6 separate regions of the Mus musculus genome follow, and regions 1, 3, 4, 5 and 6 are each linked to region 2. A link is a contact called in public promoter capture Hi-C data. All regions are on one chromosome and are shown on one strand. The core of a region is the stretch at or near the end of the contact, and the rest is flanking DNA. Distances in the headings are between cores, read along the strand shown.

Region 1 (4,165 bases), core at 759-3,258, 7.2 Mb after region 2:
TGATAATGGACAGAACCTCTGAACCTGTAAGCCAGCCCCAATTAAATGTGGTCCTTATGAGAGTTGCCTTGGTCATGGTGTCTGTTCATAGCAGTAAAACCCTATCTAAGACAATTACTTAACAAACAACAACCCAACAACAACCAACAACAATGCTTCTCAGAGCTCATTTATACACGCTCTGAAAAGTTCCCAGAATTCCAAATGTCACACAATTGCAGGAACTATCTGCAGCTGGCAAAACCACACCTCTGTTAGACCACAATGCAAATCACAGTTAGCTGCTGTGGGCAATGTGAAGAAGTTCCATATCCCACAACTGGGGTTAAAAAATAAAACAATATATTTCTGGGTTTGTTGTTGTTTTTTGTTTAGTTTTTGTTTTTGTTTTGTTTTGTTTTTTGTTTTTCAGGAGAGGGTTTCTCTGTGTAGCCCTGGCTGTCCTGGAACTCACTCTGTAGACCAGGCTGGCCTTGAACTCAGAAATCCACCTGCCTCTGCCTCCCAAGTGCTGGGATTAAAGGCATGTGCCACCACTGCCCGGCCTATATTTCTTTTTTAAAGGAATGAATATTCTCACTACACATCCCACTATGAATGTTTATGTCGGTCCAGATCTTTGCTTCTTGTTGGCTAGCCTATGAAACGTACTTTTAAGGAGCATCTACTTTTAGAAGAGCAAGACAGACATTTAAAATGAACAGATTTTGGCCAGTGAAATGGTCCAAAAGGCAGGGGTGTTTGCAAGCAGGCTTGTTTATAACCTGGTAGGAAAAAACTGACTTCTGTAAGTTGTCATTGGACCTCTACTGGGCACACAACTCCCAGTCACACACAAATAAATAAAATAAATACTATTTGTTCCCAGGTGCTAGGGGATTAAAGGTGTGCAATAACAAAACCCAGCTAACCAAAAATTTAGTGGACAGACTTTTTTTTTGAGTGCTAAGATGAGAACAACAGGGTCAGAGGCGAAGATTGCTTCAGTTTGGCTGTTAGGCTCTAAGCCCTTGGGAAGTAGCATCTACATGAACTTGTGAGATCCAGTGGGCTGGGCCTCAGAGATAGGCAGGGGCCCTTCACACAGTTGTTGGGAGACTCTTCCTTGTGCCACTTGGAAGGGCTGCTGTTCCCAGTATAGAGAGAGTTCAAATATGTCTCTTGAGACACTCCATCCTTTGGATAGCTGGAGCTAAAACAGACAGCTCCATGCTGTGCTACCCATTGTTGGACAGTCTCCGTCAGAGAACTACAGGACCTCGCTATTGGGATCAGCTGGCAAGGCCCTGCTGCCCACATCTAGAATCTGGTCAGGTAGCAAACAAGCCCTTTTGGTCCTGGGCCCAGAGTCAAGTGTCCACATGAGTGCCTTATTCCTACAGACACTTTTCTACCTCTAGATGTAGGTACTTTGCAACTCCTGTTCCAGAAACATCCTTGCTTGCTTCTGCCCCTTGCCACCCAGACATCTCTTCCCTGTCCTGGCCTGCACTAGCCTGTCTTAGCCTGTTCTCCAGCCCCGCTGTTCAGATGTCTGTGGTGAACTTTTTCTCCTGCAAAGCATCTTATTAGGAAGGAGGATAGGACCTTACAGTGTCCCCTCTCCAACCACAAAGAGAGGTGGTTCCAGCCCCAGGATGGAGTGGGGGCAGGTAGGTCTCAGGGTGCCTGAGGGCAAGTCAGAACATATTAAAGTTTGTGTTACTTAGAGAGGAAGGGAGGAAGGAGGGGTTGTCATCCAGGGCATGTTCCTGCTTGCCCTTCCCAACCTGTCCTGGCCTTTTCTCGTGGGAGTGTGGCCAAGAGCTTTAGTAGTCAGCAAGGGAGCAAGGTGCTCAGGCTAGGGGTGCTACCTGGCAGGCATAGACTCCCTTCAGATTACTAAGTAAACAGTGTCTGGTGGCCTCTGCATGGTGCAAAAGCCCTTTGCCCACTCTCTCACCACCCAAACTGGCCTCCCAGGATGAGGTCAGACTAGAAATAAAATAGAGAGAACGAGAGTCAACCAGAAAACAGAGTTCACGTGCCAGCCCCCTCTGGAGATAATTGGGAGCCACAGCCCTTCCTCCTGCTGGGGTGGTGACATGGTGACAAGGGACACCTGGTAAGGTGAACCAGCCAGGAGCCTTAGGGTGGACACGGGTCCCTACTTTCCCCCAGATGGATTCCAGCAGTCTGGAGCAGGAACTACGGTGGATGAAGCTGGTCTGGGAGGAGGCCCCAGCAGACAAGACAGAGCGACCTCTTACATCTCCGGGCTGGAGTACTCTGTTCCAGGCAGTGTGGTGGGGTGCTCCTAGCCTGGTGATGCAGCTGCTGAGACAAGGCTCCAGTGTGGAGGAGAGGTGAGCTTCATGACTAACTAGCCCTAGACTCTTTCTCTGGCTGGGACTGAACGTCTGGGCAGCATTATGACTTCTTTCATACCCCACAGGGATCACACAGGTAGGACTCCACTCCACCTGGCTGTGATGCGGGGGCACGCACCACTGGTTCGCCTGCTGTTGCAGCGTGGGGCTCTGGCAGGTGCACCTGACCACACAGGGCGCACACCATTGCATGAGGCTGCCTGGCATGGGCACTCAAACGTGGCAGAACTATTGCTGCGACGTGGGGCCTCGGCAGCGGCATGCTCTCAAACCGGCCTCACGCCCCTGCACGGGGCAGCCGCTCTGGGCCGCACGCTACTCGTTACAAGCTTCACCGTGGCTTCCGATTCAGGCTCTGATGTGAAAGATGTAAGAGGCTGGACTGCAGCACACTGGGCAGCGGCTTGTGGGCAACTGGCGGTGCTGGAGCTGCTGTCTGCTGGAGGCAATGCAGACCTGGATGGCGCCTTGCTGGTATCAGCGATAGCTGGAAGTACGTCATCGTTGCAGCTTCTTCTGACACTGGGGGCAAAGGTGGACACCCAGGACAGTACGGGGGCCACCGCACTTGGCCTGGCAGCTGGCTTAGGTCACCACCAAGTAGGTCCAGCCTTCATCTGCAATGACTGTGCCAGAAGCCAAAGGGCCTCACCCCCTACATTTCTCTAAGATCTTGGGGGAGGAGAGGGACAAAGTGGAAAGACGCAGAACAGGAGAGGGACAGGTGGACCGGATGGAGGCTGGAGCGGTTGGGAGATGAGCCTGTTTCCAGCTCGGCCCTCCTTATGTAACCTCCCTACTGAATGGCACCTGGGGAGGTCTCCCATTCCTGGCAATCTTGCTTTGTTCTGGTGGGCCATAACAATGAATTAGGTGGATGGATGGGTAGATGGATAGATAGATGGATGGATAGGTTTTCTGAGACAGCATCTTTCTATGTAGCCTTGGCTAACTTGAAGCTCTATTGACTAAATTGCTCCTGAATTCCCATAGGTTCTCCAGCTTCTGCCTCCTGAGTACTGGGGTTTAAGGTATGGGCCACCATGCCAGGCAACAAACAAACAGTGGGGCCCAGAGGGCACCAGAGGACAGCACCCTTTGCACAGTGTTGAATTTAATCTAAGAATCTGGGGTTGCTTTAGATTCCATTCTATTCATTCCTAAAAGAAGAAGAGGCGATAGGGATGAGGTCTGGTAGACACCAGGCCCAGATCCTCACCCCTCTGGGCCAAGGTCATAGGCTCTTTCTCTCATCTTCTTCCTTTTCTTTTCCAGGACATTGAGGTCCTGCTGGACCATGGGGCAGACCCAAATATCAGGGACAGAAACAACCGCTCTGCACTCCACAGGGCTGCCACTGGTGGGCATCTACGAGTTACACAGCTGCTAGTGGCTAAGGGCATTGAAATAGACGCTCAGGACTCTCTGGGCCTCACACCTCTGCACCATGCTGCTCGAGGCGGCCATGTAGAAGTTGTCAGCCATCTCCTGGACAGGGGTGCACACATCAATGCTGCTGGCTGGCTCCACAAGACCCCTCTGCACCTTGCTGTGGAGAATGGCCACAGCACCACTGTGGAGCTTTTGCTGAGCCGAGGAGCCAACTCCACCTTGAGGACACAGTGGGGTGAAGCGGCCCAGATCCCATAGGGTGTCTGCCCCAGGCATGGCCTGATTTCCTGTGCTAACTAATCGTTTTAGAAACTACAGAAAGATAAGAAGCGTAGAGCTAGCCAGGCGTGGTGGCACACACCTTTAATCCCAGCACTCGGGAGGCAGAGGCGGGCGGATTTCTG
Region 2 (3,925 bases), core at 1,027-3,526:
CAACCCAAAAGACTGAAAAACCCCGTTTCAAAAAGCCAAATTCTTTTACAAAACAGATGCATCTTTAAGGCATTTAGGTTTCACCACCTAAAATTAGCAATGACCATGTTCTGCCAGCTTCACATTTAAATTCATGCTCCTCAAAAAAAGAATCCTGCTTTTCAATTTCCATTTACTTAAACTGCTGACCTGCCAGAGTAGTCTAAGTCTAAACAAAGTTTATGAAAAAGTTAGGGTCATAGGAAACATTCCTCCATAACGACCAAACCCTCAAGTTGGAGCTCAACAATAGACTATTCTCCCAGCACACATGAAGCCCTGGATATTATAGTCTCACTTAAATTAAGATGGCACGGAAGTCTAACCATGGCCAGCAATACAGCAAAACCAAAATGATTAACAAACCTTTGGGATAGTTGACAACATATACCAGATTGCCCCAGCCAGCATCTGGGGCATGCAGAATTCCTTCCACCAGTCGGACTCCTCTCATACACTGAGACACGGGATTCCGGTAGCGCAGGCCGCATGCCCCTGGAAACTGGGCTGTAACTGTGGACAGCAACACCGTCCCATCGTCTTCTGATGGTATTTCAATGGGTTCATCGTTCTCATCTTCTGTTACCCGAATATATTCAGACATCTTTGCTTAAATCTCTTAAAGGAAAAAGAAATGAGCAAGAAAATCAGAGGAGTTATCTTTTCATAATTGGCTATTATCACACCACTTTATTCCCACTTCCTGAAAAGATTCCTGCTACCTAAAATGTTTCTTTTGCCATCCCTGAAAAAAAAATAGAGAAAAGGTATTTTCTAAAATAAAAATGTGATTTTGGGGGCTGTTGAGATGGCTCAGTGGGTAAGAGCACCCGACTGCTCTTCAGAAGGTCCAGAGTTCAAATCCCAGCAACCACATGGTGGCTCACAACCATCCGCAACAAGATCTGACTCCCTCTTCTGGAGTGTCTGAAGACAGCTACAGTGTACTTACATATATTAATAAAATAAATCTTTAAAAAAAAATGTGATTTTTGTCGAGCACGATAACCCACGCCTTTAATCTCAGCACTCTTGAGGCAGGCAGATCTTTTTGAGTTCGAGGCTGGCCTAGTCTACTGAGTTCCGGGGCAGCCACAGGGAAAACCGGTGTTCATGTGGCGCTCTGCCCGCCAGTTCTATTTTCTCAGCGCACACTATAAGCTTCCGGTGCTAAAATGGCAACAGTGTTACCATGTGGCCCGTTGGCTACAAAGCCAGACAAAAACAAGGTGTTAAAGAACTAAGTATCTGCCCCGATTTTTTTTCTTGCACTCGTCATTTCTTACCTGGAGCGCACAGATTACAGGCTACCGTATTTCGTAACCATTCTGAATTAAGTTTCTTCTATAGCCTGGACCTGAATCGGGTTTAGCACGTGCTTTAACGTGGAAAAAACCAGCCAAGCATTGGGATCTGAGGAACCCTCCCTGTGCTGGTGGAGCACGAACACCGACATCAGAACAGTTATCTAGCAGTTCTGGTGCTCATCCTCGGAAAGGTCTGGCTAAAGTTAGGCGTCGAGGGAGCAACGACGGCTACTCCGGGAGGTAGGCCGCCGCTTCCCAGAAGGCCGTGCGCGACAGACAACGTTGATGATTTTCCCCCCCTTTCAACTGGGCCCAGGGTGGGGCCCGCGGAGGTCCAAGTCCCATGGTGACAACAGTTATTCTCAAAAGCGACAATCTACAGGGACTAGGACGCCTGGAAACCCGGGGCGGCCACACACTTCCGCCCGTGGCTTCACAGCCAAGCAGAGGCCCGGCGTCCCGCTCCGGCTACTGCCCGCGCTTAGGCCTTAACGACGCGGCTGCGCGAGGCCAACCAGGCCCCGCTCTACCGCTCCCTCCCCGCGGCGCAGGCCGCACCGGGCCTCTCCGAAGCAACACTCGAGGCACGCAGGCCGGCCTTGGCGACCAACCTACCCGCTAGGCCACTGCTAGGAAGCACAAGGAGGAAGCACAGACGGGAAGGAATCCGACAACAGCCGCGCTACCGCTCCGTGCCCACAAAATGGCGCTAGGGCCGCCTCCCGCCCTCGCCCGCCTTCGGCCTCTCCCACTGGCTTCCCTGCAGGAGGGGCGCTCTCCGAGGGAAGCCACAGGCGCTCTCTCCTCCCAGAGGCTCGGATGCTAGCAGGCTCTTCGGCGTATAGAAAAAAGTAAAGAAACGCAACAATGAAAACAGCTGGGTCTGAAAAACTGACAGATGAAGGACAGAACGGCCACTCGGCCTTCCGAGTCCCCCTACGTAACGCGGTAGATGGCTTCGCCTGACCAACGGCCGGCCCTAGTCGAGGAGCTCGCGCGCGCCGAGAATGCGCGAGACTAGCGCAGGCCGGGACTGGGGCGGCAGGGGCGGGGCTAGGAGGGAAAGGGGGCGGAGCCTGCGACTGAACGCGTAAGGGCTTGGGGGGGAATCCCTGGGAACCCTGGGTTCCTAGTCTAAAGGCGACTCTTAAATGTCTTCTGCCTTTGCTCGTTAATTTCCAACGTGGAAACATTAACTTTGATCTGCAAAATGGTCCCTGTTCTAAGTACTATTTTGTATCAAGTACCTTTTAGCACTCTCTGGCTCTAGGGGGAGAAAAACAAACCAGAATCTTGTGAATGGCAGGCAAGTGTCTTCCCATTGACCTTGGGCTTAGCCATCAGATACTGTTTTAGAGACAGGGATCTCAAAGTCACTGTGTAGCCCAGGCTGTCCTTTAACTCATCAAGGCTGCCAAGTGTGGATGCTGCCCTAGCAGTCTACACGATAGTCGTGATACTCTCTCCTCTTTCAATAAGTGAAGAAACTGAGGCACAGAGTTGAGTACCTTGCATGAAGTCACCATGAGAAAGAGGCCCCACTAGGGTCTGAATCCTACAGCAAAAAACTACTTGGATGTTTCAGTATTTCGGTTCCAGTTGACGAGTCCTAGTATAACTTTAAAAAGGCTGAAGGCTAGCTCTACCACCAAGCAGCAGATGTAGACTCTTTACTCAGGGTTGGAATTTCTTGGTGTATCAGATTCAAAGCTTAGGCACAAAGGTTTTACACAGTTGCTTTATTTACTGAAACTGGGTCTTGCTGTACAGAACAGGCTGGCCTTGAGCTTGCTGGGTTCCTCCTGCCTCTGCCTCCCTTCTGGGAGGAATGGGGTAGGATTGCAGATCACCATCAGGCCAAGCCTTCCCACTTTAAGTTTATAAATGAATTCATTTCCTCCTCACAGCTACCTTGTAAGAAGATGGCATTGGAAGAACAGATGTTAATGTCTAGCCCCTAACTTCCATTAGAGCCCAGGCTGGCCAGGAACTCCTGGCCTGTCCTCCTGCCTCAACCATCTGAGTGCTGGGATTATAGGCATGAGTCCTTCCACCCAGCATTATTTACTTTTTGGTTTTGAACTTAACAAACAAACAAACAAAACAGGATTTCTGCGTAGTCTTTGGCTGGCTTAGAACTTACTGTGTAGACCAGGCTGGCCTCAGATTTGCTATGCCTTTCCTGAATCTGCGCCTTCAGTGTTGGGATTACAGGTGTGAGTCACCAAAATGGTTTTTTGTTTGTCTCCTAAGACAAGGTTTCATACAGCAGAGCCTGGGCCTGGCCTCCTGACTGTCCGGGATTACAGACCTGTGCTACCATGCCTGGAAAAGTCAAGAACTTTAACAGTAGTTTAAAAGGATGATTGCATTTTTTTTTTTTGATTTTTTTTTTTTTTTTTTTTTTTTTTTTTGGTTTTTCGAGAAAAGGTTTCTCTGTGTAGCCCTGGCTGTCGTGGAACTCACTTTGTAGACCAGGCTGGCTTCAAACTCAGAAATCCGCCTGTCTCTGCCTCCCGAGTGCTGGGATTAAAGGCGTGCGCCACCACGCCCAGCTTGCATTTTTTATTTATTTTCTG
Region 3 (3,897 bases), core at 466-2,965, 6.9 Mb after region 2:
TGGACCAGCAGGGACTAGCAGGCATCTTATCTCTCCCACTCTCTTCCCAGGCATTGCTCCGCTTGCTGGGCCTTGGCCCTCTCATTTGGAACTTAGAATACCACTTAGATACCTTCTTCTCAGATCATAAATATCCTCTGACATCCTCTGGGGGTGGGGTGTGTATGGTGGGTGAGGACGTCTTCACCAGAGTCACAGTATTAAAGTAGGAAATGAGCAGGGCAAGACCACTGGGAATAGGCTACCCTTGAGGAAATGAAGCTGGCAATGGATATTCTCTCGGGACTGGGCTACTAAGGGGTTGGGGACATCTGTGCAGAAGTGGTATCATCAAAGGTCTGGCCTTCACAAGTTCATGGAAGAGGCACTTGTGGGAAGTTGGAGTCACAAGGGACAGTGGAGAGAATGGTGAGAAGGAAGGACCCTGTACTTTTACTTGGAGAGAGTGGGATGATGGAGCTGTCAAGAACTTCAGGTAAAAAACAGTCACAAATGACAGAGTCAGGTCTCGAACAGATGGAGTGAAGGGCATAGAGTCCCAGGGGTCAGAGGCCCTAGGGTGAGATGATAGCAGTGGTGGATATATTTGAGGTAACTGGAACCAGGCTTCTTACTCTCAAAGCAGGTCACTCAATATGCAAGGAAGAGAATATGCAGTATTTTGGAGAGACCACACACTTACTGTGATCAAGAAAAAGATACGAATGCCCACATGACCATCTGCATGTACATATATGTATGTTCATGTAAATGTATGTTTTCCCTCAGGGTGCCTGCTCAGCAATGACACTTTTGTAGCAATGAATATCCAATACCTGGTTCCTCACTTCTACCCATCCACTAGCAGAAGCTAGGGCTCGTAAAATCAGGCGTCAGATCAGGGCTGGCACAGGGAAAGTATATGAGGAAACTGTCAGGACTGAACAATGACAGACACATTTCTATGGCCCGGCAGGAAGCGCCCAGGGCAGGGAGGGGGAAGTGTGCAGACCACTCAAAGGCTGTTTCAAGAAGGAATGGGCTTCAAGGAAAGGCTGCAAGGTGCACAGAAGCTAACAAGAAGGGAAGGTATCAAGTGTGAATCATGGAAAGGTCTCAGAGTCAGCGTGGTGGCCAGGCCCCCCAGAGAGTTGTGGCTCTTGTTTAAAAGAGGGTAGTGCAGGCCAAGAGGAAATAAGAGAGGTATTCACCTGGTTTTGGAAAGGGCAGAATGGGAGTGAAAAAGTCATTGTGGCAGGAGTCATATTAGTTGAAGATGGCTGGACAAATAGGCACGACGGACCAGACCGGATGGCATGTCTTAAAGATTCTGGTGGTTAATCTTGACATCTTTCCTGTCCCACCTGGCTATTCCTACCCCTCTACCCCCGCTGTCTAGAACCTGCTAGGCCGTTCACGCACGCACGCACGCCTTTCGGCCCTCCCGGGCTGGTCATTCAGGCAGGACACACCGCCCTCTGGCTTGGGGCACATGGCACAGGAGCCGACACCGTCAGGTCAGAGCCAGAGGCCACCGAGGCCGATAGGCTGCCAACGTCCCTGGAAGACCCTTGCGGGGTGTGTGGGGTGGTGGTGGGGTGGGGTGGGGGAAAAAAATCACGGGTCCTTTAAGCCTCTCGCGCACGCGCAGAGGGAAGGAGGGGCGGGGCGGAAAGAGCGGCACGCGCACGCCGCCCGTGCGCGGTGACGCGACGTGGGGTTTCCCGAGGCTGCGGGCAGGGGCCGCCGCGCCCATCCTGATGGCTGGAGGCGTCTGAGGGGCGGACGGCGACGGCGGCGGCGGCGGCGGCGGTGGCGGGCGCGGGCGGCGAGGGCAGCGGGGCTGGGACTGGAACAGCCGCCGCGCGGACCCGACCAGCCTCGCCGACTCCTGCCCGCAGGCCGCGAGCGCGACGACCAGGCGGCGGCGTGGGCGCCAGACCGGGCGAGGGCGAGGTGAGCGCGGCTGGGGTCTGTGAGCTGAGCCTGCCCCGCGCTGGGCCAGGCCCTGCGGCTCTTCTCGCTCGTGGGTCATCGGCCGCCGTCTTCATCCTGCTCTTCAGGGTTGGGTGGGCGATCCCCGGCGTGCCGGGTGGGCGGCAGGGCTGGGGTCTCGGGGTCCGGGGGGTGAGGGATGGGGCGGAGCCGCCTGGGCCGGGGCGCAGGCCCGGGCCGGGGTCTTAGGCTCAAGGCCGCGTCCGGGGTGCGGGCCCGGAGATGCGGCAACCTGGGTGGAGGTCCTGGGTTCAAGGCCAGATCTGGGATGGGTTCTGGGTTCAAGGCTGGATCCCGGATGCGGGACCTGATCTGTGGTCTTGGGTTCAAAGCCCGTGTCGGAATTCGGTTTCCAGACTCATTCATGTTCCTGGGGTCGAGGCTGTTGCGGGGGGCGGGGGGGTCTAGGGCCTGATGCGGGATCCCGGAGGTGGTCTTGAGTTTTAAGAAAGGGAACGGGATGCAGGGCTGGGGCTCGGGTCGTAGGTTCGAGCCTGGATGGCTTGCTAAGGTGGGGATGCCAGGAGAGCCGCAGGCGCTTCTTCTCGCGGCCGAGTCCCCGCGGGAACAAAAGCCGAGCTCTGCCCTCCGGACCGCGCCTTCCTGCGGGGCGTGGGACTCGGCCGGGCGCGCGGGGAGCGGACACGGGGCGAGTCTACTGGATTCGGCCATCAACCCCTGCCGGGTGCGGGCCTACGGCTACCAAGCTTCCCAGCTTCCTTCGCTGCCGGCCTTCCTGGCCCCAGGCACCCGTAAATGAATGGGCGCCGCGTCCGGTCGCCGCGACAAGATGGCGATACCCGCCTTTGTCAGCCAGGACCGCGCCGTCCGCTGCCGGGGCTGAAAACAAAGGCCGGCTCTGGTGGCCGGTGCAGAGGAAAAGGCGCCGGGCTCCTGGGTTCGCCTGATGCATCAGTGCTGGGAGGGGACGTCCTGCCCAGAGCACTCAGAGGGTGGCCTAGTCTTTCCGCGTCTCCTCCACAGCCTCGGGTTCCCCTGGGGAACTGCAGCTTGGCTTTTGACCTTTTGATACATTTAAACATTTTTTTTTTCCGGGTTTTTTTAAACCACAGGATTAGCATCCCGAAATAGCATCCCTATACGTGTTCAGCTCATCTTTAAAGAGGTTATGTCAAAATTTTTATTTTGAGAGGAGAATTAGTGGGGCTTCATTTAATTAATTAATTGTTTAGTGCATTGCTGTTTTGCCTGGATGTGTCTGTGTCTGTGTGTGTATGTGAGGGTGTCAGATTCCCTGGAACTGGAGTTAGAGTCATTAGCTGACTTGTGGGTGCTGGGAACAGAACTCAAGACCCTTTGGAAGATCAGCCGATGCTCTTAACCCCTGAACCATCTCTCCAGCCCCGAATTAGTAGAATTTATAAGTATATAAATGACACTTGTGCATGAATTTTGAAATTTCAGGTAATTTGTAGTGTTGGTTTGGTAGTAATAGTACTTTGTATTGTTATGTTTCGATCTGATAGCAGCAATCAAGCCTTTCTCTGTGTGTGGTTAAGTAGCCTGTGAGATTTACTGTTAACTAAGAAAATATGTAGTCATTCTATCATGATAAATGGAAGTGTTAATATTGTGAAAAGTTCCATTTCACTGTGGAGACTAAATGTGGTCCTCAGAGAAACCATTAGTCAGTTTCTATGTAGTTTTTGTTTGTTTGGGTTTTTGTTTTGTTTTGTTACATCTGAAGCTGTAGTGGTTTTTGGTGGTGGGAGATATTTGAAGATAAGGCTTTTAGTTTTCATGCTAAGATGTCTTCTGGATTCTTCTGGAAGGTATATTGCAAAAGGAAAATTTCTTCCGCCGGGTGTTTGGCCAGGGATGGAAATGTGAAGAGGCTTTGAGCCTCTAGACAGCAGAGCTAGGTTCTGGATAGATAGGACCTAGGGAGAGTGACCTTTTTCA
Region 4 (4,112 bases), core at 1,191-3,690, 7.2 Mb after region 2:
TTTTAAAAAACAATAAAAAATTTAAAATGAAATGGATGGGGGGCTGGCGAGATGGCTCAGAGGTTAAGAGCATTGACTGCTCTTCTAAAGGTCTTGAGTTCAAATCCCAGCAACCACATGGTGGCTCACAACCCTCCGAAATGAGATCTGATACCCACTTCTGGTGTGTCTGAGGACAGCTACAGTGTACTTATATGTAATAAATAAATCTTTAAAAAAAAAAAAAAGAAATGGTCGGTGTTCAACAAGCTTCACAGCTGTGCTAGCGTTAGGATGAGACGGACGCGCAGGCTCAAGTTTAAGTTAAGCATCAGGCTTAAGTTAAGCAGCTACCCTGACTGGCACAAACCAGTCAGCATTTGGCTTCTGTGGCTCAATTCTAGGGTTCCTCAACCTAGGCTGTAACAGGCAGGCCCCAGGGTGGGGCCACCTCTGGCCATTCACACTTTTAAATTCATCTTTATACTCTAAAGAAAACAATTTACACAGACTCTCCCCCCAAATCTTCTACCAGTGAGTGATCTTTCTTTCTTTCTTTCTTTCTTTCTTTCTTTCTTTCTTCCTTCCTTCCTTCCTTCCTTCCTTCCTTCCTTCCTTCCTTCCTTCCTTCCTTCCTTCCTTCCTTCCTTCCTTCCTTCCTTTCTTTCTTTCTTTCTTTCTTTCTTTCTTTCTTTCTTTCTTTCTTTCTTTCTTTCTTTCTTTCTTTCGGGTTCTTTCTGATTGGGAACAAACGAAAATCCCACGGAAGAATAGGAAGTACTCTTAACCACCAAGCCATCTCTTCAGCCCCAGCAGTGCTTTTTTTCTTAGGTTTTTATGAAGGATTAACCTTTGCAATTCCAGATCTGCCTTGGCAAGGTTAGTTTACAGTAGCAATACAATGTCATGGTGTCATGGCTATGTGTCTGTGTTTTATTGCCACCATGGCCAAGCAGCTACCCTGCCCTGGTTGGGCATGTTCTGTTTTGGCCTGGAGCCTGTTTGAGATACAGGGGGTCTTTTGGTTTTTTGAGACAGGGTTTCTCTGTGTAGCCCTGGCTGTCCTAGAATTCAATCTGTAGACCAGGCTGGCCTTGCAACTCAAAAGAGATCCATCTGACTCTGTTTCCCAAGTGCTGGGATTAAAGGCGTGGGCCACCACCACCCAGGAAAGTATAGGGATCTTAACAAGGTTGGCTTTACTCACCTCCTGGAAGACTAGAAACTTGCTAGTTCCCGGGATTGTGTAAGGAGGATGCTTTGCTTGGTCTCTTTCCAAAACTTGTTTCCACTTGCCCTTTCTCTTATTGTCCCTGACTCTACAAAGACCTGTCCCGATACGGGTTGTTGTGAACATGACCATTTCTCTGATGGATTTATTTACTTTTATTCATCTCCTTGAACCTTTAGTTATGCAATCCAAGGAGAAACACATCAAATAAAAGCTGGCCATGTTGAGGACTGGGAGCACCAAGGTGAGGGCTGGAATCTAGAGACTCCATTTGCCTTTTGTGGCTAAACCCAGGGTGAGAGTCTGAACTAAAGACAGACTAAAATGCATAAACCTTCCTGTTTGGGCTAGCGCAGTGGTTAAGTGCTTGCCACATAAACCCGACAACTTGAATGAGATCCCTGGAATTCACTTCCTTAAATGTGGAAGAAGAGAAATGACTCCATGTGTGCTGTGGCATATGCAGGTGCACATTGTGCCTCCCCTCTCGAAACATCATTAGAAAAGACAAATATCTCCAGCATCCCCTCTCGAAGGTAGGGTACACGCAACATCACTTTGTGACCTCAGTTACACAGCTGGGACGACAGCCTGCAATTTCTGCCCTCTTATTGGTTTATGTAACTTTAGCTAGGTTAATGCCTGAGAATGAGATATTTGGCCACTTTGTGTTAAGAATCCACAGAAATCCCTCATGCGAGGCATACGTAGTTTCTCAAATGAAGGAGAACCCTAGTCTTGCACCCCTGTCCATCGGAGCCAGCAGGACTTTCTGGTCCACACTGAGGTGCAGTGGATTGCTAGGCTCTTGCCAAGGAAAGCAGCAGCCGTATTCTGAAGAAGCTGCTTTTAAGTTTTGGGATAAAAATTAACGTGTGTGTGAGGATATTTAAATTTTTCCTCAGGGGGCTGGTGAGATGGCTCAGTGGGTAAGAGCACCCGACTGCTCTTCCGAAGGTCCGAAGTTCAAATCCCAGCAACCACATGGTGGCTCACAACCATCCGTAATGAGATCTGACTCCCTCTTCTGGAGTGTCTGAAGACAGCTACAGTGTACTTATATATAATAAAAAATAAATAAATCTTTAAAAAAAATTTTTTTTTCCTCAGGGCACACTAAAGAAATTAGGACTTTTTTCACTTGAGATTAGCGGCAGGGTAGGACCGCGGAGCAGGAACAGGGCGGAGTTTCTGAGGCCTCAAGAAGCAGAGCGCCCCATTCTGCAGCCAGCCTATCCCACAGGACTATTAAACGACCTGCCGCCCTAACAGGAGGAGCGCCACTTGTCACTTCCGCAGTCCTACGGTCCATGGCGGTACCCGGAGGCTAACCGGCTTGGGAGAGACGAAAGGAAAAAAATATATATATATATACTGTAAAGTCCGCGTGCACGCAGAGAGCACTCTCCGGGATTGTGGTGGGTGTCGGGTGTGGGCACTTTTTACCCGGAACGTTGTTGCTGCTGGACAACAGCGGCAGGGGAAGCGTCCCCTCCAACCGGAAGCGATCGCCTTCGGGCACGCAAGGATCGAGTTAGCGCAGAGCCGGGCACCAGAGGGCGCTGCGTAGGACCAGGGACCGGAAGTGGTCGAGGTCAGAGGCGACCTGATCGGTCCTAACTTCCGGGATTCGGTGGGCCTGTTGCGGGGCTCAGATGATGAGCGGCGGCGGAGCTCGCTTGGCCTGCGTCTGTTTGGTGCGTGCGAGCGTCGATATCGTCCTGCGCTGTGGGTTTCGCTGCCTGAGCGGGAACCGTGGGTGGGCGGCTTACAGCGACCACGCTGGTGGAGAGAAGTAGGGACAGGATTTGCGCTCAGAGCGACTTTTGAAGATGTCTCCTTATCGCGGGTCAGGGGGACCCAGGGTGATGGGATATGCGAGGCCTGCGGCCGAGAGCACTGCCCGTCGCCGCTGCGTGACCTCAGCTGGTTCCTGTGTTCTAGCTTTGAGCGCTGCCGCCGGACCAACTGCTCACCATGTTCCTGGCGCGCCTGACTTCACGGCTGGCCAGGACTGTTGTTCCCTGGGCAGGTAAGACGCCCCTGGACGCGGAATCCACACCTGACTTGGGGATGGGAATCATCGCGGCCCAGCTCGCCTTCAGTAGTCTCCTGTCGCTACTGGGAATAAGAGCCTGGGCACAAACCTTTTCCTGCGAGCTTGCATGTAGTATGTAGGAGCACATCACAACTCCAGACGGAAGGATAAGGGGCAGGCCTTACCATTTGGGTCTACATGTTGCCCTAGCCTGGGTAGTAGTGGTGTTCTGATCTGCTGTGATGGCACTAGTAGCAACTGTGTTGTTTCCCCAGGTTTCAGTCGTTCCTGCCCTGGCTCCGGGGTGATTGGCAGCTATGCTTTTCGACCCCTTTACAGTTTGCAGCCTGCAAGCCCAAGTCGGGCTGCCTCCCTCCCTGGTAAGAGGACCCAGTCAGAGCTTGAGGAGTTCCTGGTCCCCAGGAAGATGGCCATCAGTCCTCTAGAGAGCTGGCTGACTGCTCAATACTTATTGCCCAGACGGAATGTCGAGGTCCCAGTGACTCTGGCTCCCTCCCAGTTCTACGAATGTCCACCTAGGCAGGGGGAGGAGGAAGCCCAGCAGGGAGTCAGGGAAGCCTGGGATGCCACTCCAGTGCAGTGCAAAAACGTGCTGAAGATCCGAAGGCGAAAGATGAACCACCACAAGTACCGTAAACTGGTCAAAAGGACCCGGTTTCTACGTCGCAAGGTCCGGGAAGGACGTTTGAAGAAGAAGCAGGTGAATATGGGCACTCCCTTGGACCTAGACTGACAGTGGTTAAAAGAGGCTTTGCTCGTTATAATAAGTTGGTTGTCTCCTCTGCCCTTGCAGATCAAATTTGAGAAAGACTTGAAGCGCATCTGGCTTAAGGCAGGCCTGAA
Region 5 (3,876 bases), core at 76-2,575, 7.3 Mb after region 2:
TATTATGAGTAATGACCCTGGTGGCCTCTAGTCCTGGCATAGTGAAAGGCTAGTCGTCTCACCTGCTCCCCTCGGGGAGGACAAATGGGCTGGCTGGACCAGGTGACACTGAGACTCTTCGAAGTGTGCGTACAGTATTTGTGACTGGGCTGCCAGCAGACTGGAAGGCACTAAAATCATGTGTCCCGAGGAGGTGCTGGGCAGCCTCCTGCATGGCCGCCATATCCAGGTACCTGCAGAGCCAAATGAGCATTATTGAGGAGAGCCCAGGCAGATGGATGGTGAGCCATTTTCTTCCCATTCTTAGCTCACTCACTCTGTCTGCAGAGCCCAGCATACATTTTGTTCAAACACAGGCAGTTGATTAGGCCAGGAGCAGCCTGTGGCCAGACGATATTGGTAGGTCCTGGAGGTGGCTGCGTGTCGAGCGTGGAAGTCGTTGGGCACTCGGAAGGCCTTCAGTACACTGTGGCAAGCAGATCTGGCTCATCCCAGGAATGAGTATGCCCAACTGTCCACACAGCACTATGGAAATCTCTGCCTCCCACCACAGTGGGGTGCAATGGTAAAAGACAAAAAAAAAAGCCCAGAACCATACCAAAACCCCGGGCTCACCGAATGGCCGGGTGCTTCAGGTGGGTGTTGAGGGCCTTGGCCACGACCTCCGGGGAGAAAGGCGACTGCCCTGGGCGGCGCTGGATGTCCAGGTGCGCCGCGTTGCTCAGGGCATGCACCCCGGCATCGGTGCGGCTAGAGATGGTGAACCTGACCGGGTCGACAGAGTTCAGCCGCTTGGCAGCCTCCTGCGGGAACCGTACAGGCGGCTGCCACATCGATGGCCGGAGTCCGTGGAATAGGAGGAGGAGAGTGGGTAGGGGTTGGAGCTGCCGACTGCTTCTTCCTCCCCAAACCGGTCCTCACCTCCAGGAAGTTCAGCACCCCAACAGCGCGCGGATTGCCCCTCACGGCCGCAACCCCACTGCGGAGAGAAACAGGAAGGAATTATCTGCGGTGTCTGTGGACGCTGTCCCGCCAGGGGTCTCGGCGCCCAGGCGCGTGGGTTCGGTGCAGGCCACTGTGTTCCTCGGCTCCTAAAATCCCGCATCCCGAGACCGATCGCGCCCGTCCTGGTCACCTCGCGGACTTCCCGCGAGGCCGAGTGGAGAACGCGGGGGTAACAGCGGGAAAACGTACTTGAAGTCAGTGCCCAAGTACTGCAAGAACACAAGGTAGCGCGCACGCACCGAGCCCACCGCCCCGCAGGAGCCCATATTTGAGCGGGCGGGGCGCTTGCACGTGGCCCGCGGTCGACCCAGCCCAGCAGGGACGGCGCCTGCGCACTGACTCGGTCCGCCCCGCCTGAATGGAGAGGCGGGGGCGGAGCCAAGCTTAGGGATCGGGTGCAAAGTGCGGTCCTCTAGAGCCGGCTATGTTTCCTGTCCTCGGCCTCACAGGGGCGCGATGATGGGTCGCTTCCGCACAAGCGACCTTAATTCGTTCACTCCCGATCTCCCCGCCGCCGTCGCGGAGTGTGTCCGTCGGCAGCATTCCAGCCGAGTTCACCACCGCCGTGATGCCTGAAGTGGGCGAGCCGTGCCCTTCCCTGTCCCGCGACCGAGCCAAACCACTCCGAAGCCCAACCGCCGAGGCCGGCCCAGCTCCCAGACCGTGGTGACCGAGGACAGAGCGCAGCGACAGGCGAGGGGATGCAGCGGCGCTTTTAGCGACGCTCCCCGGAGGTGACAGCGGGTGGCGCAGGCAGAGGCTGACTTTGGCGACGCTCCCCAGCGGTGACAGGCGGGGCGGGGCCGCGGCGCGCCGGGCTCAGACCGAGGCGGGCAGGCGGGCGGGCGGGCGCGGAGCGCAGCTCGGCGCGGGCGCCACAGACGGTCCACGGGCCGGGGATGCCGCTCGACGCGCCTTGGTCCTCCGCACAGTGAGCACCGCTCGCCGCAGCCATGACGGTAGAGTTCGAGGAATGCATCAAGGACTCGCCGCGCTTCAGGTGTGCTGCGGGCCCGGGGTAGGGCGCGGGCGGGGATGGGGAGCCGCCTTTGTGCCGGAGGCGGGCAAGGGGTGTCCAGCGTGGTGACCGCTCCGAGTCCACCTGGACGGAGCAGAAGACCTGGCACGGACAAACCGGCGGGAGCCGGAGTCGCGGTCCCCTAGCTGCGCAGCTCCGCCTCCGGCCTCGGGGGACCGGAACAAAAGACGCCCCTGTGCTGATCACCTCGCGCGCGGGGGTGAGTGTGCAGACCGCCTTGGGCAGCTGTGTGTCACTGGGCATTTGCGTCCAGTGCCATCTCTAGAACTGTCCACCCTTCTTTGTGTGTATGCTCTGGTGTGCCACAAGTACTGGGCTCCTCCTTGGCCCTGTAGTCCAATTCTGGCTAGGATTGTCTGGCACCCTGCTTGGTCTCTATCTTGATCCGTATGTCCAGAGCAGTGTATGGGTGCAACCAGCCGGAGCCATCAGGGCCTGAGATAGACACCTTGGTGAGAGTTAACGGATGTATGAGTGACCCAGGAGCCTGAAGGGGTAGAGGCTGTAAGGATGAGGAAGTCGTGTTTAGGTGGAAGGGTATGGGCCTTATTCACCTATGGGTTTGTTTCTTTTATTGTTCCTGGAATACAGTCGTGCACATCTGTGTGAACCACATGGCCACACAGATATACATCTGTTTCATTGAGTGGCATTTGGCAGACAGTAATGGAGTACCTCCTGTGTGTCATTTGAAATTTCGGACCTTCGTGAGGTGTCCCACCTCTGTATGTGCACACACACACACACACACACACACACACACACACACGGGGGGGGGGGGAGCATGTTCTGCCACTCTGCTCTCCTTGGTGCACATGAATGTGTGGGTGAGCTGTGATACGGAGTTGGTGTGCTTGATGCATGCACATAGCCTAGTGTGGATGGACACGTGTGTACATGTGCTACATCTCTGTGGATTCGTGAACCGTGTTTGCCATGCTACTAGACACATGTTAACGTATGCAGGTGTGTGTTTTAGTGTGCACTGTATCCCTGGAACACATGTCTGCATGCCCTGTGCTAATACATGTATGCATGTTTATGTATAAGCATGTATCATGCCTTTGCTCGTGTGAGCTTGACCACATATGTACATGAGTGCTGGGTTTCTGAGGGCCTACCTCAGCAGTCCAGCTCTTTGCAAAACCACCTTGCAAGAGAGTCAGCCAGAAACACCTTGGAGCGTTAGAGTTTGCCAAGAGTGTCCACTGACTATAGGCAGGGGGCTTAAGGCAGTCAACTATGCTTTCCTGTTTTCTATTGAGAGGAGTGGTCTGAGAGCCTCTGATACCCCACAGTTCTGCATCCATTTGGTAGGAGTCTTAGCCAAGGTCTCAGTGCATGGAACTGGGCCCCAGTTGAAGCGCTCTCATTTTTGCCCTTACCCCTTTCTGCAAAGCCCTGGCTCTACCCTGCCTTGTACAGGGTTTTGGGCCTAAGCAGAAATCCACTCACCTCTAGGCCTTCTTTGCCACAGCCAGCCAGTTGGACTTGTGGGGCTGCAGTAGGTGTGGCAGGTACCTAGGCTTAACATCATTTCTTTTGATGGAGGAGGGGAATGCTGGGGATGACTCTCCGGACATTGGTCTTGGGGTGATGGAACCTGGCTTGGTGGTGTGGGGTGGGCTGTGACTGGATGAGTTCGAAGAGTACCTTGTCTACTCTAAGGTTTTACTGAAGTTATAACTTGATCTTTGTGGCCAAGAACCTTTAGGTGAGGCAGGGTGGGGCTGTCTGAAGGATGTGGAAGTGAGGTGGAGCCTAGACCCAAACCTAGAAACGTTGGTAGTTTTGCTTTGGGACTCTTGGCCTAGAATAAGGGCTTGTGACAG
Region 6 (3,900 bases), core at 918-3,417, 7.2 Mb after region 2:
TACTTGTATCTTAAAAAGTTTACCTGCTGGATGGAGTGTTTTGCTTCCTTTAAGAGCATTCTTTGTCTGGACTAGTTTCTTCTTCATGATTAAATGTTTTATCTTTGGGGAAATTCTTAATTGCCAGTCACATTTATAAAAGAAAGGCCCACGTCTACTTTGTTGAGCCCTTTGCTCCAGAAGCCATAAATGCCTGTCTCTGCCTCCAGTTGGAACCATGCTGGATTATAGTGACACCATTCCTCATCTTAGGCCATCAGTTGCTTACGAGTCATTCTGAGCTCTTCCCTCAGACTCAATGCACACTTCTAGCACAATATATAACTTATCAAGTCCTAATTTCCCTCCTATAATTTGTGTTGCTTTTGACAATTTCACGTACCTCAAGAGTGATTCTAAGTTCCTGATTTCCTGCCTCTACTTCTCACGTGCTGGGATTATAGGTATGTACTGGCCATGTCTAGTTTCTGGGATTCAGGGTACTAAACACAAGGCTTCACACATACTACAGAAGCTTACAACTCCGTAATGTTCCCAGTCCCTAAAGATCTGTCCTCTCACCACTGCAGGCAAGCTTAAGTTTGGCTTCTCTTTCCTGAGGATTCCTACAAGGCTTTTTTGACTTTTTCATCAGCCTAAACGTCACTGTACTAGGTTGGTGTCTTGCATACAATATGCTTAACACTTTGCCAGAATGTTGCACATATATTACTCATTAGCCACTTGCTATTGATATTGGAGAAGATACACATCCATGTGGCCCCATCACTGAGCTTTGTTTTCTACTTCACACAAAAAAGACAAGATACTGCAAATCACTGTTGAGTTGTAACCAAGCATCCCTCTCCAATATAGGTTTCTCTTCCTGATGGATGTAATAGTCATCTCTAGAACCAGAGTCTGGGTTGAGTGACTAGAGCCAACAGTCTTTTCTAATTCTTGGTTCAGTTTCAGCTTAGGGAATGGGCAGACCAGGCAATGACAATTGTGCCTACTTTAGAGCTGCAGCCTAGGGGTGGGACAGACGGACAGACAGTAGCAGCGTGGCCATTACAGTGAGAGGACTGATGAGATCTTTGTGGGGTCTGCTTAGGAGTGGAATCCAATCACCCCACTACAGCTGGACTATGGAATACTGACTTTTGGCAACCTTGTTGGCTGTTCACCATACCTGAATCAGAGTTATACAGGGATCTCCTTAAACTCCCATGTCCTCCCAATTTTCCGTTTCACCGAACCTGGCTGAAATCTTATCAAAAGCTTGAGATAACTGAGCAGTGACAGGAAACATCTATTGTGTAGTGGCAGCAGCACTGTTTTGGGTGAAACTAAGCAGGCCAGGACTGGAGTCAGGAATATTAATATTGTCTGTAGGGTCTACTACAAGCCGTTTCACCTTGATCTTCAAGGTCCCCAAGCCATTTTTTTGGCCTGTATTTGCTGCAGTAGATTATTGGGGGTCCCCTTTAAGAAAAGATTGTGTATATGAGTGCTCTGTTTGCATTTGTGCCTGAATGAGAGAAGAGGATATCAGATTCAATCACAGATAGATGGCTGCAAGCCATGATGTCGTAGCTGGAACTCAGGACCTCTGCAAGAGCAGTCAGTTCTCTGAACTGCTGAGCCATCTCTCCAGACCCTTCATCTGCACTTTTTTGTTTAGTATTTTATTTATTTTTGCGACAAAGTTTCTCAGCCATGGCTGTCCTGGAACTCTAGCTGTAGAGAGAAGGCTGACCTTGAACCCACACAGATCCGCCTGCCTAAGTGCTGGGATTAAAGGCACATCTGCCCTTTTAATGCTGGCAGATCCACCCCACAGCTGTTCCAGAGCCCGAGGACGGAAGGGAGGGCTGAGAACTAAAGACTCCGAACTAAGTCGCGGTGTAACGTCGTGCACGTGGGACTGTGGGAGAAAAGTTGTTCTGTCCCAACCCCCAAAGAAAGGCGCCCTTCTAGAACCCCTTTTGCCAGGCAGGAGTTCCGGTTCGGGCCAGGCCGCGGAGCCAAGTGGGTAACGAGCAGCCCCACCCGTGGGTGCTTCCGGCGTCGGTGCCTGACGCGACACTGACGGACTGGTCGTACGGCCAACGGCGTCGAGACAGCGGTGACGTTCAGCCAATGGGAGGGGGCGGGGCGGGGCGGCCACGATCGTCTCGAGCAGCCGCCCTGACGGGAAGGGCCCGAGAAGAGTCGGCGGCACAAAATGGCGGCGGCGGCGGCCGGGGCTGCGGGGTTGATGGCTCCGGCGTCGGCGGCCTGCTCTTCCGGCTCGGCGGGAGCGGCCCCGGGGTCTCAGGGGGTGCTGATCGGCGACAGGCTCTACTCGGGCGTGCTCATCACCTTGGAAAACTGCCTGCTGCCCGACGACAAGCTCCGCTTCACGCCGTCCATGTCGAGCGGCCTCGACGTCGATACGGAGACGGGACTCCGCGTCGTGGGCTGCGAGCTCATCCAGGCAGCCGGCATCCTGCTCCGCCTGCCGCAGGTAAGGGCCGGGCCGCGAGCTCTGCAGGGGCCGTTCGCCGGCCGAGGGCCGAGGGCCGGGCCTTTGTTGTCGTCCCGGCCCCCGGCCCGGAGCTCACCGGACCCAGGCGACGAGGTCCGAGCCTGTGCGCTCCGCAGCCTTGAAATAACCCGCACCCGCCATCCCTTCCCCTTCCCCTTCCCCCTCCGCCGGAGCCGAAGCCCTTTTACCCCCAAGAAAGCCTCGCGAGACCCAAACCCTTTGGGGGAAATGGAAACTGTCGTGGCTATTTGTCCTGGGGGGAAATCACACAAGACATTGTAGCCGGGACAAGCGTGAGTCCTGCATTCAAACGTGATGGAACCCTCTCTGTCCCTAGGTGGCCATGGCTACAGGGCAGGTGCTGTTCCAGCGGTTCTTTTACACTAAGTCCTTCGTGAAACATTCCATGGAGGTAGGCTTCTTTCTGTTTTCTCGGAGAAATGAATTGGGATGAAACCTGGCCTGTTCTGCCCAGTGCTTAGCTGAATTCTGTCCTGCAAAGTCTACACAGCTCTTTCCCTAGAGGCCTGTCTGTCTCTGTATCTTCTGGTTGTTTCTAATAGTTTTAATGCCTTGGAAGGTTCTCAAGTTGGGGGGAAAAACACCCGTGTCACAATGTACATTTCAGCATGTGTCCATGGCTTGTGTTCACCTGGCTTCCAAAATAGAAGAGGCTCCGAGACGAATCAGGGATGTCATCAATGTATTCCATCGCCTTCGGCATCTGAGAGAGAAAAAGTGAGTCCTTTGCAGAGCTGTCCTAATGTCTGTCATTGTTAATACCAACCTGTGAATTTACAGTAGATTGTTCGCATGTGCCCTAGATGCTGTCTTGGGGCAGTTGGTAGGGGGGTACAATAACCAGGATAGCTGGCTGTCCTAGCCCTGCTGAAACAATTCCTGTATGACCACATCAGCTCACCACCCTATTGTCCTGTTTGTTCCATGGTTCTGCTGAGAACCTCTGAGCACCAGGTCCCTGGTTCTCACCCTCAGCGCTGTTAGTGTCTGAACTGGCCATTCTTTGTTCTAGTGTCATTGTAATATGTCGATCAATATTCCTGGCCTTTCCTTGCCAGAAACCATTTGTAACAGAAATACCCCTAGACAGCTGTCTTTTTTGATATCTGGTCTAGCTGTGTAGCAGTCTTAACCTCTTAGCAATCCCATCTAAATCTTCCTTACGTGTGTGAACCACATTTGTCACCAAGCCTGACAACCTGTATTTAGTTTTGGGATCAACATGGTAGGAGGAGAATTGACTCCAGCAAGTTGTCCTCTGACCTCCATAGGCACAACCCACATACCAAACAAATGTTGTACAAAATTTAAAGAACAAACACACTGGGTTGATTAAATGGTTTAGTTAGTTAAGGAACCTGTTGGCAAGC

Evidence for each region. Promoter capture Hi-C pulls out the DNA fragments that hold promoters and counts their contacts.
Region 1: a contact with region 2 is called in a promoter capture Hi-C map of maxillary cranial neural crest. The contact joins the promoter of Ankrd65 here to the promoter of Tardbp in region 2. A contact is called at or near these places in 3 of 39 promoter capture datasets (cranial neural crest, maxillary cranial neural crest and pre-B cells).
Region 3: a contact with region 2 is called in a promoter capture Hi-C map of pre-B cells, with 4 times the contacts expected there. The contact joins the promoter of Gnb1 here to the promoter of Tardbp in region 2. A contact is called at or near these places in 2 of 39 promoter capture datasets (maxillary cranial neural crest and pre-B cells).
Region 4: a promoter capture Hi-C map of liver shows a contact between it and region 2, with 5 times the contacts expected there. The contact joins the promoter of Aurkaip1 here to the promoter of Tardbp in region 2. A contact is called at or near these places in 5 of 39 promoter capture datasets (cranial neural crest, frontonasal cranial neural crest, liver and 2 more).
Region 5: a promoter capture Hi-C map of maxillary cranial neural crest shows a contact between it and region 2. The contact joins the promoter of Pusl1 here to the promoter of Tardbp in region 2. A contact is called at or near these places in 3 of 39 promoter capture datasets (cranial neural crest, maxillary cranial neural crest and second pharyngeal arch cranial neural crest) and 1 of 9 other capture datasets (adipose tissue).
Region 6: a promoter capture Hi-C map of pre-B cells shows a contact between it and region 2, with 4 times the contacts expected there. The contact joins the promoter of Ccnl2 here to the promoter of Tardbp in region 2. A contact is called at or near these places in 5 of 39 promoter capture datasets (cranial neural crest, frontonasal cranial neural crest, maxillary cranial neural crest and 2 more).

Annotation. Positions count from the first base shown.
Region 1 is chr4:155,789,164-155,793,328 of GRCm38.p6, forward strand. Ankrd65 (ankyrin repeat domain 65) reads left to right here and starts at 2,009. Exons shown (of 3, transcript NM_001370822.1): 1 at 2,009-2,345; 2 at 2,435-2,969; 3 at 3,645-4,165. The coding sequence starts at 2,161. The coding sequence ends at 4,019.
Region 2 is chr4:148,624,720-148,628,644 of GRCm38.p6, forward strand. Tardbp (TAR DNA binding protein) reads right to left here and starts at 2,277. Exons shown (of 6, transcript NM_145556.4): 1 at 1,962-2,277; 2 at 406-657. The coding sequence starts at 643.
Region 3 is chr4:155,489,646-155,493,542 of GRCm38.p6, forward strand. It overlaps Gnb1 (guanine nucleotide binding protein (G protein), beta 1), which reads left to right and starts at 1,716. Exons shown (of 12, transcript NM_001160016.1): 1 at 1,716-1,935.
Region 4 is chr4:155,828,829-155,832,940 of GRCm38.p6, forward strand. Aurkaip1 (aurora kinase A interacting protein 1) reads left to right here and starts at 2,441. Exons shown (of 4, transcript NM_025338.4): 1 at 2,441-2,907; 2 at 3,155-3,242; 3 at 3,524-3,969; 4 at 4,063-4,112. The coding sequence starts at 3,188.
Region 5 is chr4:155,890,437-155,894,312 of GRCm38.p6, forward strand. Pusl1 (pseudouridylate synthase-like 1) reads right to left here and starts at 1,326. Exons shown (of 8, transcript NM_001033490.1): 1 at 1,195-1,326; 2 at 922-979; 3 at 616-803; 4 at 317-466; 5 at 63-233. The coding sequence starts at 1,271. Acap3 (ArfGAP with coiled-coil, ankyrin repeat and PH domains 3) reads left to right here and starts at 1,439. Exons shown (of 24, transcript NM_207223.1): 1 at 1,439-2,005. The coding sequence starts at 1,959.
Region 6 is chr4:155,810,322-155,814,221 of GRCm38.p6, forward strand. Ccnl2 (cyclin L2) reads left to right here and starts at 2,168. Exons shown (of 11, transcript NM_207678.1): 1 at 2,168-2,488; 2 at 2,847-2,921; 3 at 3,138-3,247. The coding sequence starts at 2,207.